2 separate regions of the Sus scrofa genome follow, and region 1 is linked to region 2. The links are chromatin contacts, called in public promoter capture Hi-C maps. All regions are on one chromosome and are shown on one strand. The core of a region is the stretch at or near the end of the contact, and the rest is flanking DNA. Distances in the headings are between cores, read along the strand shown.

Evidence for each region. Promoter capture Hi-C pulls out the DNA fragments that hold promoters and counts their contacts.
Region 1: a promoter capture Hi-C map of liver shows a contact between it and region 2, with 5 times the contacts expected there. A contact is called at or near these places in 2 of 5 promoter capture datasets (fetal liver and liver), 8 of 47 Hi-C or Micro-C datasets (brain, embryonic fibroblasts, epiblast stem cells and 4 more) and 1 of 2 datasets of targeted methods (alveolar macrophages).

Annotation. Positions count from the first base shown.
Region 1 is chr4:104,348,827-104,355,041 of Sscrofa11.1, reverse strand. LOC110260338 (a long non-coding RNA gene) reads right to left here. Exons shown (of 5, transcript XR_002343472.1): 4 at 2,462-2,578; 5 at 1,259-1,870. ATP1A1 (ATPase Na+/K+ transporting subunit alpha 1) reads left to right here. Exons shown (of 23, transcript NM_214249.1): 22 at 651-742; 23 at 1,180-1,533. The coding sequence ends at 1,208. Among named protein-coding and RNA genes, the nearest start is that of ATP1A1, 32 kb to the left of the region's middle.
Region 2 is chr4:104,250,721-104,256,479 of Sscrofa11.1, reverse strand. LOC110260339 (a long non-coding RNA gene) reads left to right here. Exons shown (of 2, transcript XR_002343473.1): 2 at 5,104-5,759. Among named protein-coding and RNA genes, the nearest start is that of CD58, 83 kb to the right of the region's middle.

The DNA.
Region 1 (6,215 bases), core at 1,547-4,046, 97 kb before region 2:
TGCCTGAGTTACTCTGGTGCCCAAGTCACAAGAGGTCATTGTCTAACAGTTGTGCAGGACACACAGGACAGGACAGGAGGAGATGCCAGATCTCTGCCCTGGACCAGCCTTCCTCGCGTGGCGGCTGTGGGGGGCTGGTAGTCGGCAAAGCAGCCTCGGTGGGAAGCTGCCCCAGGCACCTGTCTCCAGGCCAGGGACAGGCAGCCACCCCGGGGCCCCAGGGGCCTCGGATCTCTGCTAGGGCTCAGCTTCTTCATTCCCCAGCTCTGAGGCCCAATGCACACCTGACTGTCCCAAATTCAAGGGGTGATTGAACTGGTGGTGACCCACCCTGGCAGTTCTTTATCTTCAAATGCCGGGACAACAGACAGATGATGTGAGCTTCTTAAATACTTTAGAAAAGGAAGAAGAAAAGTGGCCAGTTGCTCTAGGACTGTCAAAAGAAAAAAAAAAATTGTTTAAAAATCTAAGCTTACCTACAAACCAGTTGTCCTGGAAACTCACTGAAAATGGGCCGTCCACTCAGTACTTCGCCGTCACTGTCATTGGCATCTCCTTCCAGGCTGAGCAGTTCGTTGCTGATGTGCAGTCTCTCTCCCATCCCCTGAACCTGTGTGCACGTATAACTCGGCTCCTGCTTTTCTCCCCAGACCTACCTGGTGGTTCTGTGCCTTCCCCTACTCGCTCCTCATCTTCGTCTATGACGAAGTCAGGAAGCTCATCATCAGGCGACGCCCTGGCGGTGAGTACAGGCCTTTTTAGGTGGGGGTGGAGGGAGGGCTGTGGGTGGACTAGCTTCTGCTTGGACGAGTCTGGACCCCTCAGCAGCCGGTCTGCTTGACTAAGGCCCTCGGAAACCAGCTGTGAGCGGAGCCCAGTCCCAGCGCATCCTCAGGCTGGCGATCTCGGCTGCGGTTTCAGAGCTGAGCAAAGGCAAACCCAATAGGAGGCAGTGGAAACTTGGTCAGAAATCCACACCATTTCTCCAGTTAACACGTGTACTCTTAAAAACAAATAAATACGATCGAGGGCCCCGTATTGAATTTGAATTAAGCACCCCCCACCTCACTCCCCACTGTCTTTGTTCCCCTGACGTCCAGTTTCCTCTCGCGCTGCCCCCTGCAGACGAGGGAGGCTGACCGTAGCTTCTCTCTCTCTCTCTCTCTCCGCTGCCCACAGGCTGGGTGGAGAAGGAAACCTACTACTAGACCCCCTCCTGCACGCCGTGGAGCATCACGCCACATACTCCGCCCCCGCCCCCACCCCCCCTTTGTGTACTTCAGTCTCGGAATTCGGAATTCTACCCTGGTAGGAAAGCACCGAAGCATGTGGGGAAGCGAGATGTCCCGGAATGAAGCATGTAGCTATATGGGGGGGAGGGGGGAGGGCTGCCTGAGAAACATCCGTCTGTGGGAACGACCGCGGGGAAGGTTTTTATGTGCCTTTTTGTTTTTGTAAAAAGGAAAACTCGGAAAGACTGAAAGAATACATTTTATATCTGGATTTTTACAAATAAAGATGGCTATTATAATGGAATTCGTCTGGTGCCCTCCTCACGCCTGGGGTCCAGACGTCTGGGTGGGCTGGGTCAGGAGCAGGGAGGGTCCCAGCGCATGCGCCCTGGGCTCGCCACGTCACCGGGGAACTTGTTAGCACTGCCAGCCCCTGGGCACCCACGCAGAGGCTAACCAGCCGCCTGTGGACTAAGTCTCGAGGTGACTCTGACGCACACTCGGGTTGGAAAAACCACAAAATATGTAGACACTTTCTGCCCATGCCCTTGGAAGTCTGAGGAGCCGAGCTTACCTGCTCCATTCTCCCGTGGGCTGCTGCGGGTCCTGTGGCTGAAATGCCCCCATCACGGACGTACCTGTCAGGGATTTTCAAGCCGTCAGAGGCGGCCCTCCTCTTCCCATCCTCGTCCCAGCCCCACCTGTGCCCTCAAATCAACACCACCACCATCCTCAAGCATCTCTAGACCAAGCTTGTCTGAGAAACGGAAGCCTGTGGACATAGTGGGATCTGTGTGCACATCCCAGCGTGCTTCTCTCCACAAAACTTGTTCTAATTTGGCATCAGCTAGCTCTCTTTTAGAAAGTGGTTCTGTGCTAGAAGATACTTAAGAAAAAAACAAGTGAACGAGATCTGTTTACATCAGAGTCAAGTCAAAGAACACCGCCTTCCTGCTTCCAAAGAGGTGGATGGAGTAAACGGCCCCTCAGCGCTGGCCTGAGTGCTGCTTACCCATACATCAAGACCATCCAGGCTTCGTGCAGACATAATAAGTAGGGGGGGGGGTCCTTATTTCTAGCTCCAATCATCATGATCTGCCAGGTGATCAGAGACTGGGTTCAAGTTGGTTTTACTTCTCTGAAAAGCTTAGTGCATTGTTCACCCTTCTGTGCTGCTCACTGGTAAGTTGTGTAGACAGGAAGGGAACAGGTGATTCCCAGACACTCACCGGGCATTGCCCCAGCCTATCCCTCTAGGGGAACTGGGAGGGCAGGGTGGTCTCTGCCTTCTTAGTCCAATCCGCCAGCTCTTTCTCGGGACGTTTCTTCCAGAATGGCCTCTATACCTGCAGGCAAATCATTTTTAAAGAAAGTGGTTTGTTCAGACCAACATAAGGAGCCAGGATAAAGCTAAGAGCTAAGATCCCAGGCCCAGAGGGCAGGGAGACAGTGGATACTGGGGCCCCCTGAGGACGGCGGTTCAGGGCACCCATGGTGCCGTGTGCTTACACTGGCACGGCCTTGTCGGAGGCATGCCCTCCCCTCCCCTCCTCCCCACACGCCTGTCTTCTGGCTCCCCTGGACCGCTGCCCAGTGAACGCACTAATGAAGGTCATGGGTATTCCCTGTCTTCAAGGCATGTGAAGCAGCCTGGGAGTGTAGACGTGAGGTGACCCCGGCCAGCTTCCTGGCCAGCGCTCCTCAGCCACCCTGGACTTGGGGTGGATGGGGGGTAGGGTAGAGCAGGACGAGGACAGGCCAGAACCCCGCCCTCTTTCCGCCAGACTATCTCTGCCTTTTTCTGTTCCACAGTCCTTTGAATAAAAACTTTCCCAGCCAAACGTTTGATCTACAGGCCTCAGATAAGGGACAGGAAACCTGGCCCCAAGCCAAGCCTGAAGGGCCAGATCTTTCCAAGCTTCCTCCAGGCAGCAAGTTTCTGGGCCTCCTTTCACCCTTTGAGACTCAAACTCTGACGTCAGCCTGTCAGTGGGGGCTAAAACTTGCTCCAGAAGGGAAACAGCTCCTATAGACTGACCCCAGCCCCCGTCTGCCCCAACACATCACCACCTGAGCCCTCCGGACCCAGCCCAGGCACCTCTTGAGCCCTGACCGCATGTGCCCTGGGCCACCTCATTATCTCAGCTCTTGCCTTTCAGTGTCCTTACTGGTTGCTGGTGTCTTTAGCCATCGCCTTCCTTTCAGGGACAGGCTCTTAAGAGCAGGAACCATCTTCTTGCCTCTGCTCGCTCACCGCCTGTCATCCCTGCACCACCTCCTGCTGGCTCCCATTAGCACTGGTCCACCTCAACTGTCCTGGTGGCGGTCACCACTGTTTGTTCATCCACTGGACACCCCCCAAGTCCTCCCCCGGCCTCTCCAGCACCTGTGATTCCATCACACGCTTCCTGATCACAGCCATCTTACCTTTCCATTGTCACCTCTGCCCATTCCTTACCCTGTACCTCATCTTCACCTGCCCCTGGGCTGCTAGTTTCCTCGGAGAGGTCCCCACCCCTCTCCTGACTCATATTCAGCCTGGGGTCTCACAATCAACCACCTACGTGATGCGTTGCAACTCTCCAGGCTGGTCCCCCCTCCTGAGCCCCAGTCCTGTAAATCCGGTTGTCGCCTTGACATCTGTATTTGTTCAGAAAGAGCACAGCACACTGTAGTCTCAGCCCCAGTGACAAACCTGAGTTTGAGCTCCCTCAAAAGCGACCTGCTGTAGGCGATGACATCTGTCACCCTGCTTCCCACTTCAGAACCCTGGAAGTCACCGAGGCACCTCGCTCTGACTTTGCTGCTGCCTCATTACCCCACCCATCACCAAATCCCCAACATCTGCTGGTTCCAGTGTGTGGCTGAGAACACGGGCTTTGTGTCATAAAAGCCTGGACACAGTGGCCCTGTCACCGACTGGCCATGGGCACAGAATTTAGTTTTGTGTTTTTGTTTTTGTCTTTTTGCCTTTTCTAGGGCCCCTCCTGCAGCATATGGAGGTTCCCAGGCTAGGGGTCTAATTGGTGCTATAATTGCTGGCCTACACCAGAGCCACAGCAACACAGGACCCGAGCCGCATCTGTGATCTACACCACAAGCTCACGGTAACACCGGATCCTTAACCCACTGAGCGAGGCCAGGGATTGAACCCACAACCTCACAGTTCCTAGTTGGATTTGTTAACCACTGAGCCACGACGGGAACGCCCCAGAATTTAGTCTCTTTGTGCTTCACTTACTCTAGAATAAAGGTGGGGTTTCAGAGTTGTTAAAAGGATTATGTGAGCTCACACGAAGGGATCAGCACCACAGCTGGTGCTATATACACCTTTTCCTCTGCCACCACTGCCCTTCCCTTCGGGCCATCTGCAACAGCCTCCTGGGCGCTCTCCTTCTCCTCCACCTTCCTCTCAAGCAGTGGCCCTCAGAGCGTCACCTCTAGACCGGCATCACCTGGAAACTTGATAAAAACATGCATTCTGGGAGTTCCCGTCGTGGCGCAGTGGTTAACGAATCCGACTAGGAACCATGAGGTTGCGGGTTCGGTCCCTGCCCTTGCTCAGTGGGTTAAGGATCCGGCATTGCCGTGAGCTGTGGTGTAGGTCGCAGACGCGGCTCGGATCCCACGTTGCTGAGGCTCTGGCGTAGGCCAGGGGGCTACAGCTCCGATTCAACCCCTAGCCTGGGAACCTCCATATGCCGCAGGAGCAGCCCAAGAAATAGCAAAAAGACAACAACAACAAAAAAAAAAAAACAAAAAACAAACAAACAAAAAAAACATGCATTCTGATTCAGACCTGCTGAATCAGAAACTCTGGGGAGGGAAGGGAGAACCAGCCATCTGTTTGGATACACCTTACAGGTGATTCTGACGTGTGTCAAAACCTGCACACCAAAGCTCTACCCCTTCCTCCAAGCTCCACTTGGCTGCCTCTCACCATTCATGTCTTCACCCTTGACCTTGGCACACAAACCCTTCTCTGCCCAGCCCTTCAAACCCCTAGGCTGTTGTAACATGTTCCACACTGCTTCCCCTGCCATCCTACAAGTCAGTCCCCTTGGCATCCCTCTTCCAACCCAACCGTGGCCCAACCTGTATTCTCTTGGTGAATCAACTCTCCTTTCCAGGTACCATTCAGGCCTTGCTCCTTGGGAAAGGTTCAGTGCCCCCCCCCCCCCAGGCCTCTGCTTCTTGGCTTGGCTCCTTCCCAGGGAACTAGAGTTCCTGAGTACAAGGTCCAGGCCATACCCTCCCTGACATCTGGCATAGTCAGAGCTTCCGCAATGACTGAATGAATGAACGAATACTCATTATCACACTTGTTTGTAACATTTCACCCTCACCTTGAGTTTGTTTTTGGATCAGCCCTGACATGACCCAGAGGAAATGCGTGCCTAGGCTTGCCAGCAATCTATGAGTTAGGGCCTCTCTCCATCTCTCAGGCCTCTGAAATTGGAAATCAAGGATTATTAAGAACGAATCAGGGATTATTAAGAACGAATTAGGACGGCAAGACATGGACTGGGAGCCTAAGGCAAGTGACCCAGAAGGCAGAGAAGGTGAGGAGATTAACACAGAGACACAGAGAGAGTCATACCCTTGAACCAGCCTGGGCTCCAGAGGTTTCGAATCCCTGTCCTGGGCCTGAAATGATTGCACAAGAAACCCTACCCTCCAACTGGGTTGGAATCTCCTATTAGCACCTGTATTAAGTAGTATCTGCTTCTTCATAGAACTCACAATTCTATTACTCAATTAGATAATAAATTTAATATCCACTTTTGCCTGCTAACCTACAAGCTCCATGAGGTCCAAGACCTGGTCTGTTCTTTTCAATTTTATCTCTGATGCTCAGTTTGGTGCCTTAAGAGGAGAAGCTGCCACTTAGCACGGTGGCCAACCCTCCCCATTTAAAGAGAAGGGTAGGTTCGGCTCAAGATGATGATGTAGGAAGATCCTGAATCCACTTCCTCCCACAGG
Region 2 (5,759 bases), core at 55-2,554:
GCACAGCAAGGTCTCCCAGAGCACCCAGGGCCAGACCTCTAGGGAGAAGCATCCGAGGACCCCCTCAAAGAGCACTGGAAGCCCCCACCCCCAGGGGCTGCCCTCTCTCAGTCGGGCCCTGGATGCCGAGAATTCCCAGCTAACATGAGCACTCTTTTAGCTACAATACAATCCTCTGGGCCCCAGGGGTGTGCTGGAAAGAGCTGCACAGAAGTCAATGATTAAATATTCAGGAATTTTACATGCTGCCATAACAGCTTGAAATTGATCACGCTGGGAGCATTTACACCATGGAAATTGGCAAATGCTACACATTAGAGCTCTCCCCATCCTACCCGCCCCAGTGGATTTGTCAGCATGTCCCTGCAAAGCTCCCACCACATTTCAAATATTGTCACCTGGGAGAGAGAAAGCATCAGCATCAGGTTTTCTCAGATAAATCACCAAGGATGGAATCAGTGTCAGAGAGAAGAGGTATATTCTGAAAGGAGGGAGCTTGTAGGGAACACTTTTTTTTAAACTAAGAACAACTATTTAATAGCTGATGGCCCTGGCATCAGAAACACCTGGATTCAAGTGACAGCTCTTCTGCTTGCTAACTATAGGACAGTAAGCAAATGGCTTCACCTCTAACTCCCAGTTTCTCTCTCTCAAGTGGGGGTAATATTAGCTTCTACCTCAAATGGTAGTTGTGAGATGACGTGGTTAAACGCTTAGCACATGGCCAGGCACACGGTGCTCAATGCATGTGCAACGTTATCAGTTATTGATTAGAATCACAACTCACGACTGACCCTGCCATCACCCTACTAAAACCAGTTTCACCTCTAGGTGTCCTCCACAGAGTTAGGGGGTGGGGATTGGTCCCTCCATCCTCCCCAAGAGCTAAATTTTGACCTCCCCCCCAACCTTTTTTAGGGCCACACCCATGGCATATGGAAGTCTCCAGGCTACCAGCCTACGAAACAGCCACAGCCATGCCCGATCCAAGCCGCATTTGTGACCTACGCCACAGCTTGCAGGAATGCCATATCCTTAACCCACTGAGGGAGGCCAGGGATTAAACCCGCATCCTCATGGACTCTATGTTGGATTCTTAACCTGCTGAAGCACAATGGGAACGCCCTAGCAGCTAAATGTTGACATCAGCCTGACTTTTGGCTATTCATCTGTACTTGTTCCCTACAGTTATAGGGCACGGTGTCCCCTGGAACAGAGACACAAGGTGATAAGGGAGCACCTGAATGGAAAAGCATTAAAGACGCAAACAGTGGACACTGGCCAAAGGGCGGAAGATCTGTAAATGGATTTCTAGCTAGTGTGTAAGTTCAGAAAGGGCAGGATTCAAATCTAAGTTCAAAGGGCAGGACTGAGCTGCAGAGCGGGCTACGGCTCCAAGGAAGAGGTGCACCTGGGGACTGGGCATGAATTCGAAGAGCTCACGCAATGGCCCATCTGAATTGGGCTCCATCTGAGTTGACAAATGTGGGTCCCCCTTCCACAAAAGGGTCTGTGTGAGGGAATGGAGTGGGGCTGGTAAGGATGGCTGGCCTCCCTTTTTTGTTTGTTTTAAGGATCAAAATGTGAGGAGGCATGAAAATCAAAGCTTGGGGGGCGGGGTTAAAAGGAAACTAAATTACCTAGATAAACCTTTCCTCTTTCAGTTGAGGAACCTCAGCCCCAGAGCAGCAAGGAGGCTTTTGCCCAGGGTCTCATGACCAGGGTGTCGTGGCACTTAGGCTGGCCCAGTTCCCTGCCCGTTATTTTTCTGCTCTACCACAGAAGCTGTCCAGATAAAGACCATCAATTCCCAAGGCTACATCAAGTTTTGGAAAATATAAGGTCATAGCGGCTGCATGGAGAGCTGTGTGTTTATTTTTATCCTGGCCATCATAAAATTATTGTATGCTTCTGCAACCAAAGAAGAAAAACATGCTGTCAATTTCCAAAGTTTAAATTCTAGGAGTTCCCATTGTAGCACAAGGGAAACTCATCCGACTAGGAACCAGGAGGTTGAGGGTTCAATCCCTGGCCTCACTCAGTGGGTTAAGGATCCAGCGTTGCCAGGAGCTGTGGTATAGGTTGCAGATGTGGCTCAGATCCTGCGTGGCTGTGGCTGTGGCTGTGGTGCAGGCCAGCAGGTGTAGCTCCCATTCGACCCCTAGCCTGGGAACCTCCATATACTGCAGGTATGGCCCTAAAATGCAAAAAAAAAAAAAAATTTAATTCTATACATCTTTCTATCCATTATTTAGATTTTCCCCTCCTCTGTCCACTGTCATACTTTTTCCTTGGGAAAAAATAAAAATGGCTTATCCTTAAAAACTACTATATGTAAAATAAATAACCAATAAAGACCTACCGTACTGCACAGTGAACAACTTTCAGTATCCAGTTAATAACCCATAGTGGGAAAAGCACATGGAAAAGAACGCATGTGTATAACTGAATCGCAGTGCTGTACACCAGAAACTCACACAACGTTGTCAAGCCACTCTACTCCAGTTTGAAAAGAAAAAGAATTTTAATGGCTTTTCCAATTTCTGTTGGGGCTGAGAAGTCTCGTTAGGGTCACCCATTCTCACGCCAGATGGTGACTGGCTAGATTTTCTTGCAGTAGATAAGACTTGGGGCCACAGGCTGTTGAAAGGCCTTTTGTTTGTGGACTCCAAGGGGGCCCGCTCAGTTTATCTCATTCATGGTGTGACCCTACTTTTCTGAGTCGCCCAGTTGAGGCCTGGGCCAAAACACGACGGAAGGGACTGTGCTTGCCTTCATTCCGACCCGCTTTCACCTCCCTGAGCTGGTGAAGGTTATGACTACAGCCCAATTCTCGAGTGACTCACTCCAGGAAAAGGACATGTGACAAGGACCTGGCTCTCATGGGACTGCTCGCCAGCAGGGCCGAGACAGGGATGGCATTGTTCGAGGAAGCTTCAGGAAGTCAAACATCCGGAGACGAGCGTGCATGGTCCACTCACCCCACAGGCTGGGAGAGAATGTATTTTTCCCCGCTGATCAATCTGTGTATTTACCCCTGCAAGGGCATTTAGAGGACTTCTGGAATGTTTGCCTCCTCCAGTCTCAAATGCGGCGCGTTCTCAGTGGGCCAGGAAAGCAAGGGACCTGCCTTCCTAGAGCCCTGCTACGTGCTGGATGCTTGACCTGTTGTCACATTCGGCTCCATCCCCCCAACACACTTTGGGATAAGCAGCACCACTGCTCCCCTTTTACAGATGAGGAAATGTAGGCGCACAGATGTTGAGGCGTTTGGCCAGGCCCCGCCAGCCCCTAAATGGCAGACCCAAGAGTCAAACCTGGGTCTCGGTTGACATTGAAGGGTACTGCCAATGCCAGAAAAGGGGGTCCTTCCCTGCAGGTGCCCAGCCTTCTGATAAAATAAATGTTCCTCTTGAGGTGTGGGGAAGCCATTCGGGCTTGTATGTGATTTAACGTGAATTTTTTGTGGCCTCTCAAACATACAAGGACACGGTGACCAGATGTAAAGAATTTTTTTTTGGAGGGGGGGGGGCTACACCTGTGGCATATGGACACTCCCAGGCTAGGGGTCAAATCAGAGCTACAGGTGCGGGCCAACGCCACAGCCACAGCAACAAGGGATCAGCCACATCCGTAACCTACACCACAGCTCACGGCAACACTGGATCCTTAACCCACTGAGCGAGGCCAGGGATCGAACCTGCAACCTCATGGTTCCTAGTCGGATCCGTTAACCACTGCGCCATGATGGGAACTCCTCTTCTATGCTTACTGATTATTGGTTATTTTTGTCAACATTTCCTCTGAGACGAGTCGAAGCAGCCACGGACTGGATGCTTCTGAAAGCTGAGTCTCTCCACCGCCTTCCAAACACAGCTTTGTTCTGACTGCTTTCTCTCCATCTGTTTAAGACCCCTGCAGAGTCCACTTTCCCCCAAAGATTTCCCGAGCAGGCAGTTCCAAGAGGCTTCTCCCCCTTTCTCTCTTGCCCTCTAACCCGCTCAGCCTGTGCTCAGCCCTCACCTAGAAATAGTGCAGCTCTTCAAACTTTGCACATGCATGTGTCAACTCGCAGTGATGCTCAACTCCTCAAGGGCATGGACAACCGCCTCGGGGGCAGCCCTGAGCCGCTCAGAAACAAAAAACACGGAGCTGCTGCTCATAAACACGTACTGGTTAATTTTCAATTTCCTTTAAGTAGAGAAACACAGAAAACTCAGACAGGTGGTTGTTCTCTCTGGCTCTTTAGCCAAGATGCACCTTTGCACCACAGTTCTAGACCTTTCCCCAACTTCCCTGGGGGTCGGGGGGTGTCTCAGAGGAGACTGCCATTGCCCGGCAGGAAATCCACGCCATCCGCCAAGCCTGGGCGGGGCCCGGGGTGATGGGGGCACCTGCATACTGTGTCCTGGGGGCTGGGTGGCGGGGGCCCAGCTTTCCCGCAGCCTGGCTTGTCCCCTTAGTCTGGGTGCTGGTGTCCTGCCCCTTCCCAGGCACTCCGCCACGACGGCCTACCACACTGGCCTCCAATAACACCTCGGATCTCCTCCAGTGACACATCTGCGGGCACAAACCCCAGATCTCATCCTCTTCCCTGCTGGGATTCTGTGTGTTTTCTTTCCCCTTAACTTGCTGTCTTTCCCCTCTGAGCAGGGCATTTACCTCCAACCCTGTGAGAATGATGAGGTCTGAGCACAGCCGTCCATGGCATGTCCACTCCCACCTCTCCCCCTCCTGCCCCCAGGTCTTGGGTCACATGGGGTCAGCCCCACCTCTCCACGCAGCTTGCTTTCCTCCCCTCCTGCGTTGCCCCACACGGGTCCTTACAGCTGTTCCCTGGCGCATGGAGAGAACACGGCAGCCTCCTCTGAGGGCGCCCATCCCCAGGCCCATCCACACGCGGCCAGCCCTGCTTCTGGGTCTGAGCATGCGCCTGCCTGTCTCCCCCCATGCCACCCCCGCGCACCCCCCGCAAAGGCGCCACCACCTCTTACCTTGACTGCTGATACCCGGCCCTGTGATCCCCACATAGAAGGTGGCTGATCAGCGTTCACTGGAGGCAGAGACAAGTAGCTAATGATTACGGTCTTGATTCTGTTCTAGGAAAGCACTCGAAGCAGCAGATGAATCTCACATTCACGGTTCAGGCCCTGCCAGGAGGTCCCTGCACTGGACAGGACTTGGAAGCGGGGACTAAGGCAGGCCCTGCATCTGGAGGGCATTAAGTCCACAAGATGAGGACTCAGAGAGGGCGGAGACTTGCCCAAGGTCACACAGTATGAGCTGCAGGTCAGACTGGACCAAAGTCTCTGATGCCATGACAAAGGCAGGGCCTCCGTCATGCCTTCGGAGTAATGATACGCTTGCTTTGCTCCTAAAATACCTTGTAATTCAGACTTCATTTTCTCCCAGTGATGTCTAAGTAGTGAGGTTTGTTCCAGGGCTACTAGCCCCAGCTTGCACCGATGACTCCTCCGGGCAGGAACGTATGCACGCAGGCAGGCAGGGGCGCTGGGGTGCTGTCAGGTCCTGCTCGTTTCACGACCACAGCAGCGCAGCTCTCCCAGCAAAAGCATGAAGGATGGTGCAAGATTGAGACGACGCACTCAAGGCGTTCCTCCCGCCTCCCAGACCCGATATTGCTCATCCACCAGGCCCGGCCGTCATCCTTAATCTGCAGCCTGAGAGAGGCCTTGCGGGCCCTCCCCGCTAGCATCGTTCTTGTTGAACCTATTAGGCTGTTGTTGTCTGCAGCAAAC